Regions from separate parts of the Sus scrofa genome. Here regions 2 and 3 are each linked to region 1. A link is a contact called in public HiChIP or PLAC-seq and promoter capture Hi-C data. All regions are on one chromosome and are shown on one strand. The core of a region is the stretch at or near the end of the contact, and the rest is flanking DNA. Distances in the headings are between cores, read along the strand shown. Region 1 holds the start of EXOG (nuclease EXOG, mitochondrial). Region 2 holds the start of OXSR1 (oxidative-stress responsive 1). Region 3 overlaps DLEC1 (deleted in lung and esophageal cancer protein 1).

The links. Promoter capture Hi-C pulls out the DNA fragments that hold promoters and counts their contacts. HiChIP or PLAC-seq counts read pairs in DNA pulled down with a chosen protein or histone mark.
Region 2: a contact with region 1 is called in an H3K27ac HiChIP or PLAC-seq map of alveolar macrophages. The contact joins the promoter of OXSR1 here to the promoter of EXOG in region 1. A contact is called at or near these places in 2 of 5 promoter capture datasets (fetal liver and liver), 1 of 47 Hi-C or Micro-C datasets (embryonic fibroblasts) and 1 of 2 datasets of contacts at active chromatin or transcription factors (alveolar macrophages).
Region 3: a promoter capture Hi-C map of liver shows a contact between it and region 1, with 4 times the contacts expected there. The contact joins the enhancer-like site here to the promoter of EXOG in region 1. A contact is called at or near these places in 2 of 5 promoter capture datasets (fetal liver and liver) and 5 of 47 Hi-C or Micro-C datasets (heart right ventricle, mesenteric adipose tissue, omental adipose tissue and 2 more).

The regions. Positions count from the first base shown.
Region 1 is chr13:23,277,070-23,279,769 of Sscrofa11.1, reverse strand. EXOG (nuclease EXOG, mitochondrial) reads right to left here and starts at 1,312. Exons shown (of 11, transcript XR_001300113.2): 1 at 406-1,312.
Region 2 is chr13:23,019,421-23,022,120 of Sscrofa11.1, reverse strand. It overlaps OXSR1 (oxidative-stress responsive 1), which reads right to left and starts at 1,282. Exons shown (of 18, transcript NM_214342.1): 1 at 1,167-1,282. The coding sequence starts at 1,236. It overlaps ACAA1 (3-ketoacyl-CoA thiolase, peroxisomal), which reads left to right and starts at 1,983. Exons shown (of 15, transcript XM_003132103.4): 1 at 1,983-2,106.
Region 3 is chr13:22,926,019-22,928,718 of Sscrofa11.1, reverse strand. It overlaps DLEC1 (deleted in lung and esophageal cancer protein 1), which reads right to left. Exons shown (of 43, transcript XM_021071663.1): 14 at 1,369-1,461. Among named protein-coding and RNA genes, the nearest start is that of MYD88, 50 kb to the left of the region's middle. Within about 2 kb of position 1,363, at least 27 of the 83 cell types and tissues checked have an H3K27ac peak or open chromatin away from gene starts, as enhancers often do. A contact at or near this core is called in fetal liver, liver, mesenteric adipose tissue and 3 more, where this site is marked.

The DNA of each region.
Region 1 (2,700 bases), core at 63-2,562:
GTGTTCTTCATTTGAACAATGATAAAATGAGGACTACTAAATATATGTCACTCATCCGTACTTACTGGAAGCCAATTATCTGCCAGGTCCCAGGCTGAGTAAATGGTGGAGAACGAAACTGACACGGTCCGAACGGTTATGGGACTAACAATCTAGGGGAGGGCATAGTAAAACACACATGTCGAGACTAATACTTTGGTGCAAGGGGGCGGGGGCAGATCCCCAGAGGAAGGAAGTGCACAAAGGAGGCAGGCGGGACGCGACGCAGAGTGGGGGCCGGGCCGGGGAACTGGACCGCGGACAACCCGGGGCCGGATGAGTGGAGACCGCGCGCGTCTAGGGTTACGGCTGGCTCCTACCCGAGATAGGAACCCGGGCCTGAGCTCTAGGGGCCCACACACTCACCGTCCGGCTCTTTCACCGCCAACGCAGGCTCAGCGTCCCGACTCCGGAGGAACTGCACGGCAGTAAGCCCCGCTCCTGCAGCGCCCACGACAGCTCCGGCCACAAAACCACTCAAAAAGCGCCGGGAGCCACGGAAGCGGGAAGCAAAACTTTTGACAACCATCTTGCCCGCGGCACCTGCCTTTCGCCGTAGCGCATGCGCGCCCCGGAAACCTGACAGCCAATCGCTACCCTGGGGCCAAGATACGCATGCGCCCCCTGGAGTCACCTGGCCCTGAGCCTCTCCCGGAGCGCAAGGGCGTGCCTTTCCTACCAAGCCCTCGCGCGCCCCCTGGTGACAAACTTGGAGGCCCAGGGGCATCCTGTCTCCATCCTTGGTCTGCTGGATGACGGATAACAACAGCATGATGCCTTGAAGGCTCAGTATGTGCATGTACAGTCTTAAGAAGAAAATACCTTTAGTCCCACTTAATAGGTAAGTAGTAAGTCATTTTCACATGTTTACACAAAGTTCTTCAGAGCCAAAATTCCAACTCGGGTCTGATTCCAAAACCTGTGCCACATTGGATGTCTTTATAACACTTGGTTTTGAAGTCACATGGTATATAAATCATAACTTCGAAAAATAGCTTTGCACCTCCTAAGGGGTTTCTTGACAAGACAGTACTCCATGGTGGCTGAGGACTCTGAATCCAGATGCAGAGCTTTGGATCCCCACCCAACCATTTCCTTCTTAAAATAGGAATAGGAAGAGTTCCCATTGTGGCTCACTGGTAACGAACCCCACTAGTATCCATGACGATTCGGATTCCATCCCTGGCCTCGCTCAGAGGGTTAAGGATCCCACGTTGCCCTGAGCTTGGTGTAGATTCCAGATGCCGCTTGAATCCTGAGTTTTGTGGCTGTTGCTGTGACTATGGTGCAGACCGGCAGCTGTAGCTCTGATTTGACCCATAGCCTGGGAACTTCCATATGCTCTAGTGCAGCCCTATAAAGCAAAAAATAATAGTAATAATTATAATAATAATACTCTTAGGCCATAGGGTTCTTATGAGGATTAAGGGAGGCTAACGATGTAAAGTGCTTAGGGAGGGACCTGGGGCATGTTGTTAAGCGCTGCTAATGTTAGAAATTTTTATTTAGTCAACGGTTTTATCTTTTTTTGTTGTTTTTGTCTTTTTGTCTTTTTAAGGCCACACCCATGGCATATGCAGGGTCCTAGGCTAGGGGTCGAATTGGAGCTACAGCTGCCAGCCTACACCACAGCCACAGCAATGCCAGGTCATTAACCCACTGAGCAAGGTCAGGGATCACACCTGCATCCTCATGGATACTAGTCAGGTTCATTAACCAGTGAGCCATGATGGGAACTCCTGTTTTATTTATCTTGATAGAATATAAATCCAGATTGCTGAATGCTCACCAACAAAGGAAGGACATTATGTCATTGGATTTTTTTGGCCCTGTGGCATGCACAAGTTTCCAGGCCAGAGATCCAACTCAATCTACAGCAGTAACAATGCTGAATCCTTAACCTGCTGAGCCACTAGGGAACTCCAGGAAGGATGATTGTTTTCTGCACTCTCACTCACAAATAAATGGGTCTTCTTAATTTTGCAGCACAAACTCCAGCATTCCATCTGGATTTAGTTTAAGCAGGAGGCCATGTCTAATAACCAGCTGAAGTGTAGTTTTAAGTTTCATGGCCCCATGCCCCTTCCCCCTAGGAATACCTGTCATGAGGTCATTTTGTATAATCCTCAGGGCCTCTGACACTAACTAGTTGAGCCAGATCAACCAGATTCTTTTTATGGATTTTGGATCTGGAACTTTCTCAGGATAGCAAAGCTGTGACACATAAAACTGTGGCACTACCCACACAGCCTTTTTTCCAAGTAGACAACAACAGATGCATCTAGTCTCCCACTGAGCACCTCTGGAACAAGTGCTGAGACACAGGTGAAAGCTTGCAATGCTGACCCCAACTTCTAAGCCTCTGAAAGAAGCCCAGACACATCCTGCCTTTACCCAGGGCTGGGCTGACCACTTTCCCCCAGGATCCTTCTAGCAAAGCCCCCTTTCTGTTTAATGGTGTCCGTCATTTCCTACAGGGAGTTCCCTGCTGGCCTAGTGGTTAAGGATTTGGTGGTGTCACTGCTTTGGCTCAGGTTTGACCCTGGCCAGGAACCTCCACATACCACAGTCGTAGCCAAAAAAAAAAAAAAAAAAAAAAATTATTCCAAAGAGCTCCAAGCAGGTTATGTAAGGTTTATAATAAACAATGAACAAAAAAGG
Region 2 (2,700 bases), core at 33-2,532, 260 kb after region 1:
GTCTGCTCCTATCAGTTGTATTGAGCTTCTGTTTAGCTGAACCCACCCCCTTCTGATTTCTAAAATCACTGGATTATTGTTGTCCAACAAATACCCCCTCATCCCTGGCCCCCACGCTCCCTCAATCACTGTGCCTCTCAGAGAGAATTACAATCCATGTTTGTGCAAGTTTTGGTTTCTGCCAACTGGTATTCCCAGGACCCCTTCAAACCCATTTCACACAAAACAGCCAGACCCATCAAATCATGTCATGTTCCCCTTGAAGGCGCTCAATAACACTTAAAATAAAATTCCAAAATCCTCACCTTGGCTGAGAAGGTCCCTAAGATCTGGCCCTTCCCTTACTTTTCTATCCTTACCAGTCTTCGTTCAGGTCCTAAAACACACCAAGCTCCTTCCCTCCTCAAGGCCTTTGCATTTCCTCATCCCTCAGGAAGGAAAAATCTTCCTTAGGCTCTTTAAGACGGTCATCCTTCAGTGCTCAACTTCCATGTCAATGCCTCGGAAAAAACAACTTCCTTGAAATCGCCCCGACTAGGTCTCTAGGTTATTCTCTATCAGAACTTCTTGGTTATTTCCTTCCTAGCACTTGCCAAAACCTGTCATTCTTTTTATTTGCCTACTTATCTAATGTCTACCTCTGTAACTAGAAAGTCAATTTCAAGCAGTCGCAAGTTGTCTACAAAGCTCAGTGCTGTACTTGCAGCTTCATCTGGAGAGGATCCCTGGCTCCATCCCAGCAACGCCTGGCACTTCTTACAAGGATGCTGAAGTGAACAAAAGCACTCTATCCCATCACCCCCCAAATAGGGGGCCGTGTCCCAACTGCAATACCTCACTTCTCGAAGCGCCTTGTAAAGGCCTTTCCGACACCTGCACTTTTCTCTCCCAAACACACCTGTCGCTCAGGTTCAAACATCAGTCAGTACGCAAATCTCTTGGGAGCCCCTCAAACCCCACCCTGCCCCGCCGCACAGGAGCGCCACTCAAAGTAGCCTCCCTGCCTCGCACGCGCTGCACAAACGCAAAGCCTCACCCACGCGCCCTACCTCGCCCCGGGCCGCTCGAGTGCCCAAGAATATCTGAGGGTCCTGCCCTCCCCAAGCTCCCGCGTGTCACCCGCCGCCCAACGTAGCGCCTCCTCCCTCCAAGGCGACAGCTCTTACCAATCACCTCCTGCAGCTCATAATCGTCCTTGTTGATGGACCAGGGCAAGGCGCTGGAGTCCTCGGACATGACGGCGGCACCGCACTCGGTTCTCCCTCCAACTCGCTGACCTCTCCCGTCTCCTAGCCGCGCCTCTCCCCACCCCCAACCGCTGCTGCCGCGCCCCCACCAACCGCCTCTGGAACAGCCACTGGTCGGACGGCGCCTGGCGGGGGGTGTCCGCGCGGCAAAGCGGCGGTGGGCTCGAAACGCCGGCAGACCTCGTCTCCTGTTCCTCCGCGGCTGGCACTCCCCGGCTCGGCCCAGCGCCTGGCCTCGGCCTCCGCTGCTGCAGCGACACTAGCTTCGCCTGGGCCCAGCCCCTCCGTCCCGCCCTCCACCCTAGCCCCACGCACGGGCCAAACTTTCCCTTCTCCCTCCACCTGCCGACACGCAGCGCGCTGACGTCACCACGCCGGGCACGCCTCCATGGGCCACGCCCCCAGGCGCCATATCAAGAGTGGCTGGATAAAAAGCGAAAGCGCTTGGAGCTCGAGGAGGAAGTTGACAAGGGGAGGGAGGAAATGCTTTGGCAGGAGTTCGGCAAGGAACTCGGAAAGCCAGAGAAGAGCCTTAAATAGCCCAGAAGCTTTAGCCACACTAAGCATGGCAACTAAAGGGCGGTCGAGTAGAGGGGGCGGAGCCACTTCTGGCGGCTGGGGCACGTTGCCGTCTCCGCCGTCGCATTCATTGGCTTATTTGAGAAGGAATCAGAAAGGCAATAGGCGTGTGTGGACGTCACTCATAAATTAGTCCTGCCTCCAGGCGCTCGGCGCGCGGTTTGGCGACAGGGCTCCGATCTTTGGCGATCTCTGGTACCTTGATTGCTTTGCCTGGTTCCGCCGAGTGACGTCGCGGCGTAACCGTCACACCCTCAAGACGTGCAAAAGGCTCCGCAGGGTGTGGAGAAACCCTAGGGAGCAGCTGGGTGGGGTAACCTGGGAGTGTGGACGACTGCCAAATAGGATAAAAGGCCTTTGGCCACGGGACTGAGTGGAGCCGGAAGTTCACCGAAAGTGACGACACTTTCTAGGCGGAAGTTTTCTTTGCAGCGCGCGATATAGCATTTTCTCTAACCTTACGGGGCAGGAGGGTGTTCTGTCCCCTCTAAGCTTTGGGTCGGGAGCTCAAGTGAGCCCTTACCTTGGGACCTCAGAAGGTTGGCATTTTTCCCTTGATGTGGCTGGAAATACTAAACGAGTGAGGTTTGGCCCACGGTATCTGAGGTCATTTCAAGGGCCTTGACTTTTGTGTGACCTCACTGAACTTAAGTTTTCTCAAGTTGAACACTTAGGTCTTTGGGGGAAATTAATGAGGTGAAAATTGAACGCGCTTGGTAGAATGGAGACGAGAGTATCGATGTGGGTCAGGCTCGGTTGTGAACCCCTCTGAGTTGAACATCTTTCAGACCTGTATTAGTCATTAAGAACCATACCCTACCAGGCACTGGAAACCTTGTGCAGGAAATCCATTGACCACAAAACCAAAGCAGTC
Region 3 (2,700 bases), core at 114-2,613, 350 kb after region 1:
GGACAGGGGTGACCAGTCCCACTTCCTTAAAGCCATGATAAGGCTCTGACAAGGCCTGGGCTACATCAAGAAGACCCCTCCCACACACACATTTAAACAGCAGATAAGGGAATAAAGCTTACTCTGCCTCTGCATTGGTCTCGTCTGACCCCAAGAGCCAAATTCTTATCAGGATCAGATCATCACAGACATAAACAAGACAGCATCACTCCAGGGTTCCAGAACAAGACCCCATCAGACCCTTGAAACTGAAAGCAGCTAATAAAGGACTTTTCACCTTGGCAAAGCAGGTTATGGCAGTGGTCCGCAAATTGTGCTCCCCAGAATCACCTGGGGAGCTTTAAAGATCCTATGCCCAGGAGTACCCTAGCGGAACAGCAGGTTAAGGATCTGATGTTGTCACTGATGTGGCTTGAATCACAGCCGTGGCATGGATTCGATCCCTGGCCTGGGAACTTCTGCATCCCGCGGGCACAGTCAAAAAGAAAGAAAGAAAAAAAATCCTTTGCCCAGGCCATACCTCAGACCAATTAATTCAAAACCTCAGGGCTGGGGTCCAGATATCAGTGTGCTTGCAAGTTTCTCGGAGCATGGCAAAAGGCACAGGTGAGTTTGATACCTACGGCTCTTGGCTCTCACCTGATGACATAGTGTAGGCCCCCTCCCCAGGAACCAGACAGCTTTTACTCTTGAATGCAGATGCCTCCTTCAACCGGCTAGTGAGGAAGATCACCGTGTTCAGGCAGCCCCACACCCAGCCACGGGCGGCCCAGAGTCAGACTCCTGGAGCAGAGCGCCAGGAAGACATCACCAGTTCTCACAGGCTCTACCGGGGACCAGTGAGCAGGTGTGCCAGGCTGAAGGGACCACAGAAAGGGGTCAGTTAAGACAGGAGAGACCTGCAGCCCAGAGGTCAGACTCTGGGAGCCTCTGTAGAGGTTCAGAATGAGGCCTAAGGAAGTCGGGCCTTGTTGACCGTACAATTGAAGATGAAACAGGAAGGAGAAGAAAGGTACCAGATTTGGGAGGGGGATGGTGATGGTGGTCCAAGACAGACTGAAGAACCAAGGGAAGACCCTGGAGGCAGCTTAGATGTCAGAGGAGGTGACATCCAGGCTCACAGGTGGACAAGCAGCGCTCAGGGATCGTGATGGCAATGCTAGGGCTTTCTGTACTTGCTCTGTGACAGAGGTCACAGGACAGTCAAATGACATCACCCCACAGAATGCAAAACCACTAAGGCTGGGACCTGGGAGTGGATATTTGGGTCACGAAAACAGAGGCAAATGAAATCACGCAAGCAGCTGAGTAGACAGCCACGACCAACCATGAGGAGGCAGAAATGCACGCCAGGGCCTCGTCACTTACCTCCATGAACACGGCCTGCCCTGGGGCCAGCTCAAACACTGACGGCAGGATTCCAAAGGGAGGTTGCTCAACGAAGCCAACGGTTGCAACAGACTTAAAGAAAACAGAAGATGACTCAACAGTCAAGAAGAAACTATAAAAGCCGGTGTTCGGCTGACAAACTTCCTTCCCTAAACATGCATTTTGTGATTTGAAGGGTCTTATGGATTAGCCAGTCCCATTTTGAAGAAACGGAGGCCCTTCCATTCAGCAAGCACTTAGCTGGCACCAGGCACCAGATGGGGTTCCGAGGGTTAAAGATGAGCATACCACGGAGCATCTGTAAAGACCTGTCTGCTGGTAGGAGGTACGAGGAGGACCACTGATGAGTATTTTAGGTGCAAAGCAGGAGGTGGGAAAGGCCTCCCCCTGGAGGTGGGCTCCCAAAGTGCAGTCCTTTCCCTACTGTAGTACCCCGTGTGCTCGTGTGCTCAGTGCCAGCTTCTGTCTGCCTCCACCCTGGCCCACCCCTGGCTGTGAGCTCCTGAGCCGAGGGAAGCTGCCATCCTGTCAGCAGGGCTACAGCCCCAGTACTTATACAGGAAGCCACTCGGCATGCTAGGGACAAAAACCCATGCCCCCAGGACCCTGCAGGTAAACAAAATGAGTGAAAGGTGCGTCTGCGAACATGTGATCCTCTAGGGTTATTGCTTGTTTTTGGAGATGCAGGTGCAGCAAAATCTCTCCGCGATGAGAATGGTAACAGCGTGAGCGTGACATTGGCATGGCTGCCACAGGGAGTGGAGGGACGGGAAAACAGGAGGGGGTGTGCATGTGCTTCTCAACTCCAGCCAACGGGGCCACGGTGCAGCCGGGCCCAGGGCCGCACACCTCCCAATTTTTCCAAGACTTGATATCAAGATTTTTAGGTAAAAATTTTTTTTTTCTTTTTTTGGCTGTGCCTGCAGCATGTGGAAGTTTTCCAGCCAGGGATCAAACTCACGCCACAGCAACGACAATGCTAATGCCCTAACTTCTAGGCCATCAGGAAACTCCGTGAAATCTATTTTTGAATGTTGGCTCAAAAAATGCTTGAAGCCCTGTGCCAAACAAATATGCACAGAGTTCAGCCAACAAGCTGCCAATGTGTGACCTCTGCTATATTCACACTTATTACGGTGACTATGTGACTGATGGACCAACTGACTGAATGTAATGAATGCAGTAACATCTGGGCCAGGCTCAGGTTAAGAGGCTAAGAGAGGTGATGCGCCCTCCCCAGGGTACCAGGGACATAACAAGGACTACAGCCCTGGACTCTGTACTTGCTGATGCTCATTGGACCGTTGCAGC